2 separate regions of the Mus musculus genome follow, and region 2 is linked to region 1. Evidence: chromatin contacts called from public HiChIP or PLAC-seq data. All regions are on one chromosome and are shown on one strand. Each heading gives the region's core, a stretch centred on a gene start, on an enhancer-like site or on the middle of the called end of the contact. The rest is flanking DNA. Distances are from core to core; before and after follow the strand shown. Region 1 overlaps Cbfa2t2 (CBFA2/RUNX1 translocation partner 2). Region 2 holds the start of Zfp341 (zinc finger protein 341).

The links. HiChIP or PLAC-seq counts read pairs in DNA pulled down with a chosen protein or histone mark.
Region 2: a CTCF HiChIP or PLAC-seq map of the NIH/3T3 cell line shows a contact between it and region 1, with 12 read pairs. The contact joins the promoter of Zfp341 here to the enhancer-like site in region 1. A contact is called at or near these places in 2 of 39 promoter capture datasets (macrophages and neural stem cells), 2 of 15 datasets of contacts at CTCF or cohesin (CD8 T cells and the NIH/3T3 cell line), 1 of 484 Hi-C or Micro-C datasets (the N1E-115 cell line), 5 of 115 datasets of contacts at active chromatin or transcription factors (embryonic forebrain, embryonic limb bud, embryonic stem cells and 1 more) and 3 of 9 other capture datasets (adipose tissue, liver and pancreatic islet).

The regions. Positions count from the first base shown.
Region 1 is chr2:154,515,299-154,519,892 of GRCm38.p6, forward strand. It overlaps Cbfa2t2 (CBFA2/RUNX1 translocation partner 2), which reads left to right. Exons shown (of 11, transcript NM_172860.2): 5 at 519-700; 6 at 2,411-2,664. Among named protein-coding and RNA genes, the nearest start is that of 1700003F12Rik, 31 kb to the right of the region's middle. Within about 2 kb of position 1,798, at least 23 of the 459 cell types and tissues checked have an H3K27ac peak or open chromatin away from gene starts, as enhancers often do. A contact at or near this core is called in the NIH/3T3 cell line, where this site is marked.
Region 2 is chr2:154,610,612-154,615,205 of GRCm38.p6, forward strand. Zfp341 (zinc finger protein 341) reads left to right here and starts at 2,757. Exons shown (of 15, transcript NM_199304.1): 1 at 2,757-2,791. The coding sequence starts at 2,761.

The sequences.
Region 1 (4,594 bases), core at 548-3,047:
GCATCTGCACTCACATCCCCAAACACACACACACAATTACAAATAAAAGACATCTTTTAAAAAAAGGAAAAATGTATGCTTTAAAATTATGTTCAATAAACCTTTATTGTGCTCTGTATGAGGCCACAAAAGTAAACTAAGGGACAGTCCCTTTAAGAAGATTGAAGTCAGCCAGTCATGGTGGTGCTCGCCTTTTAATCCCAGCACTTGGGAGGCAGAGGCAGGCGGATCACTGAGTTCGAGGGAAGCCTGGTCCACAGAGTGAGTTCCAGGAAAGCCAGGGCTACACAGAGAAACCCTGTCTTGAAAAGCAAAAATAGAAGATTGATTGATATCTTGCTGGGGGGGAAGAAACAGACCAATCAGCAACTCAAAAAAATGCCCCTTTACTGCTTGGATGTCACTTTACTCGTGAGTGTTAGAGGGAGAAAGCAGAGGGCTTTTGGTCTATGCGAGCACATTGAGACCTTAATCTCTGTAGCTAGGGCTCAGAAGAAAACTGCCTCTTTATTTTCAAGGCCAACCTGCCCCTGCTGCAGCGAGAACTGCTGCACTGTGCCCGGGCTGCCAAGCAGACCCCGTCCCAGTACCTGGCCCAGCATGAGCACCTTCTGCTCAACACCAGTATCGCATCTCCTGCTGACTCTTCTGAACTGCTCATGGAGGTTCATGGAAATGGAAAGAGGCCCAGTCCGGAAAGGTGAGCAGGGAAGAGGTCTGTTTTGTTTTTCTGGAGCCACTCTGCTTTAAAAGGAAGAGGGTTTGGTTGTTGGGTGGTAGACAATGTCTTAGACTTTCCAAGATTAGTTTTCCTTTGTCCCAACAACTCTTCAGTTGACACATTCCTTTTGAGGACCTCTGCCCTGGAGTTTACGCAGGTTCACTGTCCCAGAAGTGGAAGAAGAGCAGTCATTAGTCAGTCATCCTTTACTCTTGTTGTTCTCTACCTTAAGATAGAGCTGGCGCTGCAGGTTGAAGACTTAGCTCCCAGGATTGTCCTCTCGCTTAAGCTAACTACAAGTGTCAGGTTCTGTGAATACTGTCCTGTCAAACAACTGTGCCCCCTCTGCTTTTTTCTCATAGGCTGTTTCTGAATGATCTACAAATTGGGCTTCTTTTGGTGGAAGTGGGGTTCACGACAGGGTTTCTGTGTAGCCCTGGCTGTCCTGGAACTTACTTTGTAGACCAGGCTGTCCTCAAACTCACAGAGATCCACCTGCCTTTGTCTCCTGAGTGCTGGGATTAAAGGCATAGCACCACTGCTGGGCTAAATTGAGCTCCTCAGTATTGTTTAATTGTTCATTGTCTCAGAGAACTCAGGAACATTAGCTGGCTAATGATTAAGGATGTGTTCGTCGGATACTGATGAACAGTAGGCAAAGGCAAGGCACAGAGTGGCACTGGGTATGTGGAGTGGGCCTGTCCTCTCCTGGTAGTTGCACCACCATCTCCAAAGAGACGCCACACATACATACTCAGCTCTTCAGACATTCTTGTCTATCTTGTCTGCTTCATTCCTTAAGTGTGATTGAAAATGGCTAACTCATGATCGACTTAACCTTCAATCACCTCCCCTCCCTAGGGGTGGATAGTGTAATTCTGCCTTGGTCCTTCCCATAACCAGCCCCAATCCTGAATCTACCTAGTAGTTGCCAGCCTACAGTTGGCTTCTTAGACTTAGCACTTGGAAGACTCTAAGGACTTTATGACTAGCATGTCAGGAAGTAGGATAAAGTGGCTGCCACAATAGTATATGAGTTGTTGAGGAAGCGGTATTGAACAGCAGAAGGCTTATTACAGTTGAAGCTGTGTTACTAAGACCCATAATGAGTCATAGAGGCAGCCTTTCTTCCCAGGAAATCACCTCCATAGTCAGAAATTTGACCTTCTGCATTCCTAAACTTTCTCAGTTCTTGTCCCATTCAGTTTCTCTTTTCCTGTGTCACGGTTATATGGTTCTGCCTGCCTACTTAGGGGTGAATTTGGCCTGTCTTCATGCTGGAATAAAGAAGCATTTACGAATTGTGTCTAGCCTGAAGACAGTTTGGTTCCTGCCTCTAGGTATAGGAACACACACCAGAAGAGGCACAAAAGTCAGATGTCTAGTTTGGCTGACAGCTGGAAGAAGGGCTGAAGGGCTGGGAGTATAACAATATGAAGCATGTGCTTAGTATATGGGCTGCAGCACCCAAAATAACCATTCTTGCTTTGGAATCTTCAGAAAAATAGCAGTCTTCCTGCTTTGGAAAGTGAATAGAACAAAACATAGTGTGCTCTAGAGGGTTCCAGGTTTCATAGCATCTAAAGGGGGGTGAGACTCTGGGAAGAAACAGCTATTCTGAGACTCGTAGGGATGTTAACATGAACACTTCTTGACAGGCTCCTATAAGCACTTCAGTTTCTTCTACAGGAGGGACGAGAATAATTTTGAAAGAGATACAGTTCCTCCTGAACCGCCTGCCAAGAGAGTGTGTACTATCAGCCCTGCTCCTCGGCACAGTCCCGCCCTCACTGTTCCCCTTATGAATCCTGGGGGCCAGTTCCATCCTACTCCACCACCTCTTCAGCACTATACACTAGAAGACATTGCAACTTCTCACCTGTATCGGGAACCAAACAAGATGCTAGAACACCGAGAAGTTCGTGAGAGGCACCACAATCTTAGTAAGTGATCTCAGCCCCATGGTAATGCCTTCATCTGGAGGGAGTTCACAGACTGCTTTCCTGCTCAGTGATAAAGCCAAATAATAGCGGCATTGCCTTTTTTCTGTTGATACGATGATGTTATGTAGCTGGACATAGTGGCACATACTTCTGATTCCAATACTGTAAAGGCTGAGGCACAATGATCGGCCTACAGTCATCTTCATCTGCCTAAGGAGTTTGTGGGTTGCCTATGCTATAAATAACGATTAATGAAAGGGCTGGGCATGGTAGCACACTTATTAGCAGCCAGGAGGGTTACCCCAAGTTGGAGGCAAGTTTGCTCTACAGGAATCCCAGGTCTGACGCAGCTTATTTGGCTCTACCTGTGTAATCTAATGGAAATTTCTTAGGCTCTTGAGCCTGAGAGTAATAAGTTCTGAAAAGAATTCTGAAATGGGGGCTGGCAAGATGACTCAGTGGGTAAAGGGCACTGACTGCTCTTCCAAAGGTCCGGAGTTCAAATCCCAGCAACCACATGGTGGCTCACAACCACCCCTAATGAGATCTAATGCCCTCTTCTGGTGCATCTGAAGTCAGCTACAGTGTACTTATGTATAATAATAATAAATAAATCTTTTTTTAAAAAAAAGAATTCTGAAATGAATGAAGATATCGTTACCATCTCTGCTCTTTTGCTAGGTTTGAAATGCCTGAAGCATGGGACTGTGTAACTATTAAATTTAGAAATAAACACTTCATTTTAAAACAGAAAAACACCTACAGATTCCTAATTTGAGATCAATTTTGGAAAGAGCTTTTTGTCCCATTCTCTTCTGGAGTCTGTTTAGCATCTATCTGGCAAAAGAAAAAAAACACAAGTGGCTACCATTTTGTAGGGTTTCCTTTACCTTCCATTTTTTAGTGACACCTTGTGGAGAACACAGTGATTCTTTCCCATTCTGACTTAGGCTAACTAAGGCACCAACCTCAGTAGGGCCTCGGGCAGCATGCAGCTCTTAGTGCGTGCAAAGGCCATGAGAGATTTGTCTCCATGCATTTACTGAGTCTCAGCTATACCTCATTATTTGATTCAGTCTTTCCAGAAAGTCTGACAGTCACTAATTTCTTCATACAGAGAAGATCAAAGCAACCGTGGCCAGTGTCACACAGCTAGTAAGTTGTCTTGACAAGATGCAGCTCCTAAGCTGCTGGCTGGAAGTTGAATTTGGCTGTATTGGGAACAGATGATGATCCATACCTTCCTTGGTATCCAGTTCTTATTCTCCCATGCCTCTTTCTTCAGCTGTTAAAAAACCAGACTTGGGGATGGGGGTGCACAGCAAGATGGCTCAGTGAATAAAGACACTTGCCATTTAAGCCTGGGACCTGAGTTTGATTCCTAAAGAGAATGCACTCCAGATAGTTGTTCTCTAACCTCCATGTGTCATCATGATGCACATAAAGATACAACAACAGTAATATTAAATGATTTTAAGAATTATGCTGGTCACCTATAGCATGACTAAATAAAATGAACATAATCCCCTATTTGGGAATCTTATAAAATAGAAGGTTTCCATATGACTTTCCAAACATATTTAGTATTAGTCTGCCAAGCCCTTCCCCTATTCTACCCTCCCGAATTCCCTTTCTATCATTTCCCCTTTACTTCATATCAGCTATGTTCGACTATCCACCATCCTGGCTAGTTTTCTGCCAACCTCACACAAGGTAGAGTCATTTTGGAAGGGGAACTCTCAACTGAGACAATGCCTCCACCAGACAGACTGGCCTGTGGGCACTTGCTTGATTTTTGACTTGGGAGAACTGTTTATCATGGGCAGCACCACCCCTGGACTTCCATGGCCTCTGCATCAGATCCTTAAAAAAAAAAAAAAAAATTATGCTGTCATTTACTTCTTCATATATAGTTTTTGTTCGTTAGAAG
Region 2 (4,594 bases), core at 1,507-4,006, 96 kb after region 1:
CCACTCCTTTGCTAGATGTGTTGACAACTTTTGTTTTTTATTTTTCTGAAGCAGGGGTTTCTCCGTATATCCTTAGCTGTCTGGAACTATCTCTGTTGGTCAGGTTGACTTTGAACTTTAGAGGTCCACCTGCCTCTGCCTCTGGAATACTAGGATTAAAGGCCTGCGCCACCACTATCTTGATCTTGTTGGCAACCTTTAATCCTACCACTCCAGAGGCAGAAGCAGGTAGATCTCTGTGAATTTGAGGCTAACCTGGTCTACATAGTAAGTTCCAAGCCAGGCCAGACTACATAGTGAGACCCTGTCTCAAAACAAAACTAAAACCACTACCACCACTAAAACAAAAACACTCTTCACAGACTTCACAGGCCAGGCAGTCCTTTTCCTGTAACTTCTGCAGACCCAGAGCTCACTCCAAATGCTAAAGCCCTTTTTCTACCTTCTTTCCAGGAATAAAACCAGAATTTCTTCTTTTCTATTTTTAACATCACCATTGACCCATTGGCCTCAGATTTTGATTTCTTCCCTAAAATTTCATCTGGCATTGCTTTTATCATTATTATTATCGTTATAATGTATCTGGTCATTTAATTCAACTTTTAATCATTGGGTCTGGAGAACAGTGCAGTGGTTAAGAGCACTTGTTCATGCAGAAGACCCAGGATCCATTCCAAGCGCCCATATGGTGGCTCACAACCCTCCATCACTCCAGTTCCAGGGGATCCAACATCTTCTAGCCTCCAGGGCACTGCATGCATGTAGCACACAGCTATATATGCACATAAAACATCCACACACAAAATAATAGAAGTGAAGATATAATTTTTAAAAATTTACTTGTTTGGGGCTGGTGAGATGGTGTGTGAAGTCAGCTACAGTGTACTTATGTATAATAATAAATAAATCTTTGGGCCAAGAGCAAGCAGAGGTCCAAAAAATTCAATTCCCACAACCACATGAAAGCTCACAACCATCAGTACAGCTATATACAGTGAACTCCCATACATAAAATAAATAAATAAATCTTTTTTAAAAATTACTTGTTTGTTGAGCACCTACGATATGCCAGGTATTGTTCTAGGTTCTAGAAACATAGCCAAGACCAAAAAAAAAAAAAAATTGTCTTCAGTCATAATCTATCAGAAAACATAGGCCATAGACCAGGAAGTAAATGAGGGGTGGAGAAGAGGAGCCATGGCTTCAGATAATTTTTATTCTGGTACAAGGAGAAGCTATGTTAGTCAGGGTAGTTGGTCAGGAAAGGCCTCTTTGAGGAGGTAGATGACCCAAGAAGCAGTGGTGTCAGCTGTTAGGAAGGGTAATGGAAGCTGGAGAGAATAGTAAGTACAAAAACTGAGGTCAAAATTAAAGGTCAAGGGTTGAGGTGGAGCTAAAGTAGATCACCAGCTTAGCATTCATTCACCAGGCTCTGTATGCAGCCCTGCCCTCTTCGAGCCCCACACACTCAGGGCAGCTGACACTATTAAGTGAGACTATTAAGTGAGCCAGCATTACAGAACTTTGTGCAACAGAGGACAGTTAAGTCAGAAACTCACAACTAGTTAAAGTGTCAGTAGAGTGTTTAGCCACAGTAGGACTTCTATCTCATCTTTTCCTCTTTCCAAGACTCAGGCATCATGGTGAATGTCGGGGTGGAAAGATATAAGAGCCAGAGTTTGGGGAGGCCTGGGGTGAAATCGTGTCTTGGAAATGGCAGGGCTACAGCACTTGCAAACTCAGACCAGCTGTAGCTTTCTCCACCTGCACAGGATCAAGCCAGTCATCATTCCAGAATGCATGGATGAGGACCTCACAAATCCCCAGAGGTCTGTCTTGGGAGAGAAAGTCCTCTAAGTGTATATGTAGTCCCTGATAAACCATGTTCCAGTGGATGACCCCACACTGACACACTGATCAATATAATGTACCAGCAGTTCAAATTGGACTTCATGGATTATAAACAAAACTTAGAGACGGCTCAGCTGGTAAAAGCACTTGCTGCTGGACTGAGTTCAGTGCCAGGGTCTCACATGATGGAGGGAAGAGAATCGATTCCGGAACGTTGTCCTCTGATCTTCACACATGTGTTTTGTTGTGTGTCTGTGTGTAGATATATGCCATGTGTGTCCATATACACAAAACAAAATTAATAATAAATGTAAAAACGACGACATGAAGTTGGGAGTGGATCCCCTCCCTATGAGTTTGAGCTAGGAATGGCTGAAATGGTAATAGGGTCGTCAAAGAAATGGGGTCTCAGAGAATCACAGTCGAGAGGTGTGTGAATGGGAATGGAGGTCCCTCCAAAGCTGGAAATTGGGGTTAAGAAGAGCACTGAGGGAATCTAACATAAACTGAGGAATTAAGACCAGAGATAGGAGTCCTTCGAGAAGGCTGCTTTCCAATCAGCGTGGCACAGTTGCAAGGTGTGGGGTGTCCATGTAACAGACAATCTCGGTGAGGTGGGTTGGTGTTGCAACCTTGAAGAAGACTGTGTGCAGCGATCATGGGGTGCGTGTTGAAGAACTGGGGTCGGTGTCCGCGTTGGGAGGCGATGTGCGAGCGCCGGACGTATGTCTGTGTAGAATTGGAACTACTAGGGGACTGGGTCTCCGGCCGGACAGCGGGGCAAGCTGTTTCCGGGGCAGGGGCTTCGGCGTCGGCTCCTGGGCGCCCCCTGGCGGCCCCGACCCCGCCGCGGTTCTCACAATGCTTGCGTAGCCCCGCTCCGACTCCCCGGGCGGCGGCAGCTCCAAGATGGCGCAGGCGATCTTCGAGGCCCTGGAGGGTGAGCGCGTCGGGCCGGGGCAGCGGCTGTTCCGCGTGGCGCCCCCTCCCGCCGCGCCCTCGCAGCGCCGGGCCCAGGGCGCGTGGAGGCCGCGGGGCGGAGGGCGGAGGGCGTCCGGGCCGGAACAGCCGCGGGGCGGGAGGGGGCGGGAACAGCCTGGGAGCGCCGGCTCTGCGGGGAGGGGGCCTCGGGACCGGAACAGCGCGGCAGTCGAGGCCGCCGGCGCGGGAGGGTGCACGCCCAGGAAACAGCCGGGGGCCTGGGCCTGGAGAGACGGCGGTGCGGGAGGGCTGGGCGGCTCAGCTGCCCAGTCGGGCGCCCGAACCACTCAGAACGTCCCGAGACCCACGGTGGCCTCCGGGCTGGGATGTAGTCCTACTAAGTCCAGAGCAGAGAAGGAGGCGCCGCCTGTGTGCACAGCGGAGTCTGGGAGAGACCACCGGCCCAAACCAGTAAACACAGGGCACCCACCGTGCTCCGATCTGAGCCCTGCACGCGTGTGCCTGCTTGGGCTACTCTGGTCTCCGATCGAATCGGATTCGATTCTGTGATCTGCAAGATCGCCGTGGTGCATGGGCCCCAGGCTCTGGAGAAAGGGAGCTCTGAGCGCCACCATGTGCACCTGCTGGAGTTTAACAACAAAGGATGGCTCTAGAGACAGGAGAGGAGTTGGACACAGTAGTAGCCTTGTGGGTGGAGGGTGGAGTGAACAGCCCGAGTGGAAATCTGTGGGCCGGGCCGGCAGAAGGAAACCAAGGCTTGTAGTTCACTAGCTTCTTGGAGGATGAGCTCTCACCTGAGTCTTACCTTTGAAAGAAATCCAGTGATTCTTACTAAGCCAGATTCACTTGTCCTCATCCTCCTTCATTACTACCCCACCTCACCCCGCCGTCAGAATTGTGGGAAAGAATAGTAAAAGAAGGCAATCTCAGGCAGGGTTTGCCGTGCATGCTCATAATCCCAGCGGTTGGAAGACAGGCAGGAAGATCGTTAGCCTCGGCCACATAAGGATTTTGAGGCCAGCTTTGGCACCATGAGACTTTCAAAAACCAATTAGGAATATATGTGTACATACATATACTCAATAACAACTTTTTTTAAAAGGCCATGACTTTGAAGGAGAGTGGAGAGGTTATATGGGAGGTTTGGAGGGAGAAAAGTGAAGGGCGGAATGTCCTAATCAAATTATAATCTCAAAAGTATTAAAAATATCATTGTACAGAAAATAAAAGGGGGGAAAAACCACAAAACAACGGGAACTCAAAAAAGAAGACTGCAAAGGTGACCCCAGCTGGTGTGTTCTGTGAAGAAAATAGCAGGGGTGGTGTGGATCTGGGTGGTCAGTCAGGGTCGTGGGTGTTCGTTCCCTTTTGGAGGACAGTGGGGTATTGCGTGTGGTCAGGTCGTGGGTGTTCATTCCCTTTGGAGGACAGTGGGGTATTGCATTGTTTAAACGTTTCGTACAAGCATATGCTTGTGTATTAGCTAAAGAAAAAATTAAATAGGATTCGAGAAGTGTAGTTTCACTGGCCTTGAAAGGTCCCCAGGACCAAAATAAATAAAATTTCTACGAGAAGAACAGCAGGTGTGTGGCGATCCAAATAAAAGGGCATCGGAAGGACCAGGTGGTGGAAGCCAGGGAGAACAAGATTTCCCATAATTCCCGGTGCAGTGTAGCGGAGCGGCTTGAGAAAAGCCCTCCTCAGATCTGATGAGGCTTCTGAACTTTATCTTGGGATCAGTGTGGTGCTAAAAAAAGGTTTTCATCAGGGGAGCCACATCATCTGATGTATGTTTTATAAA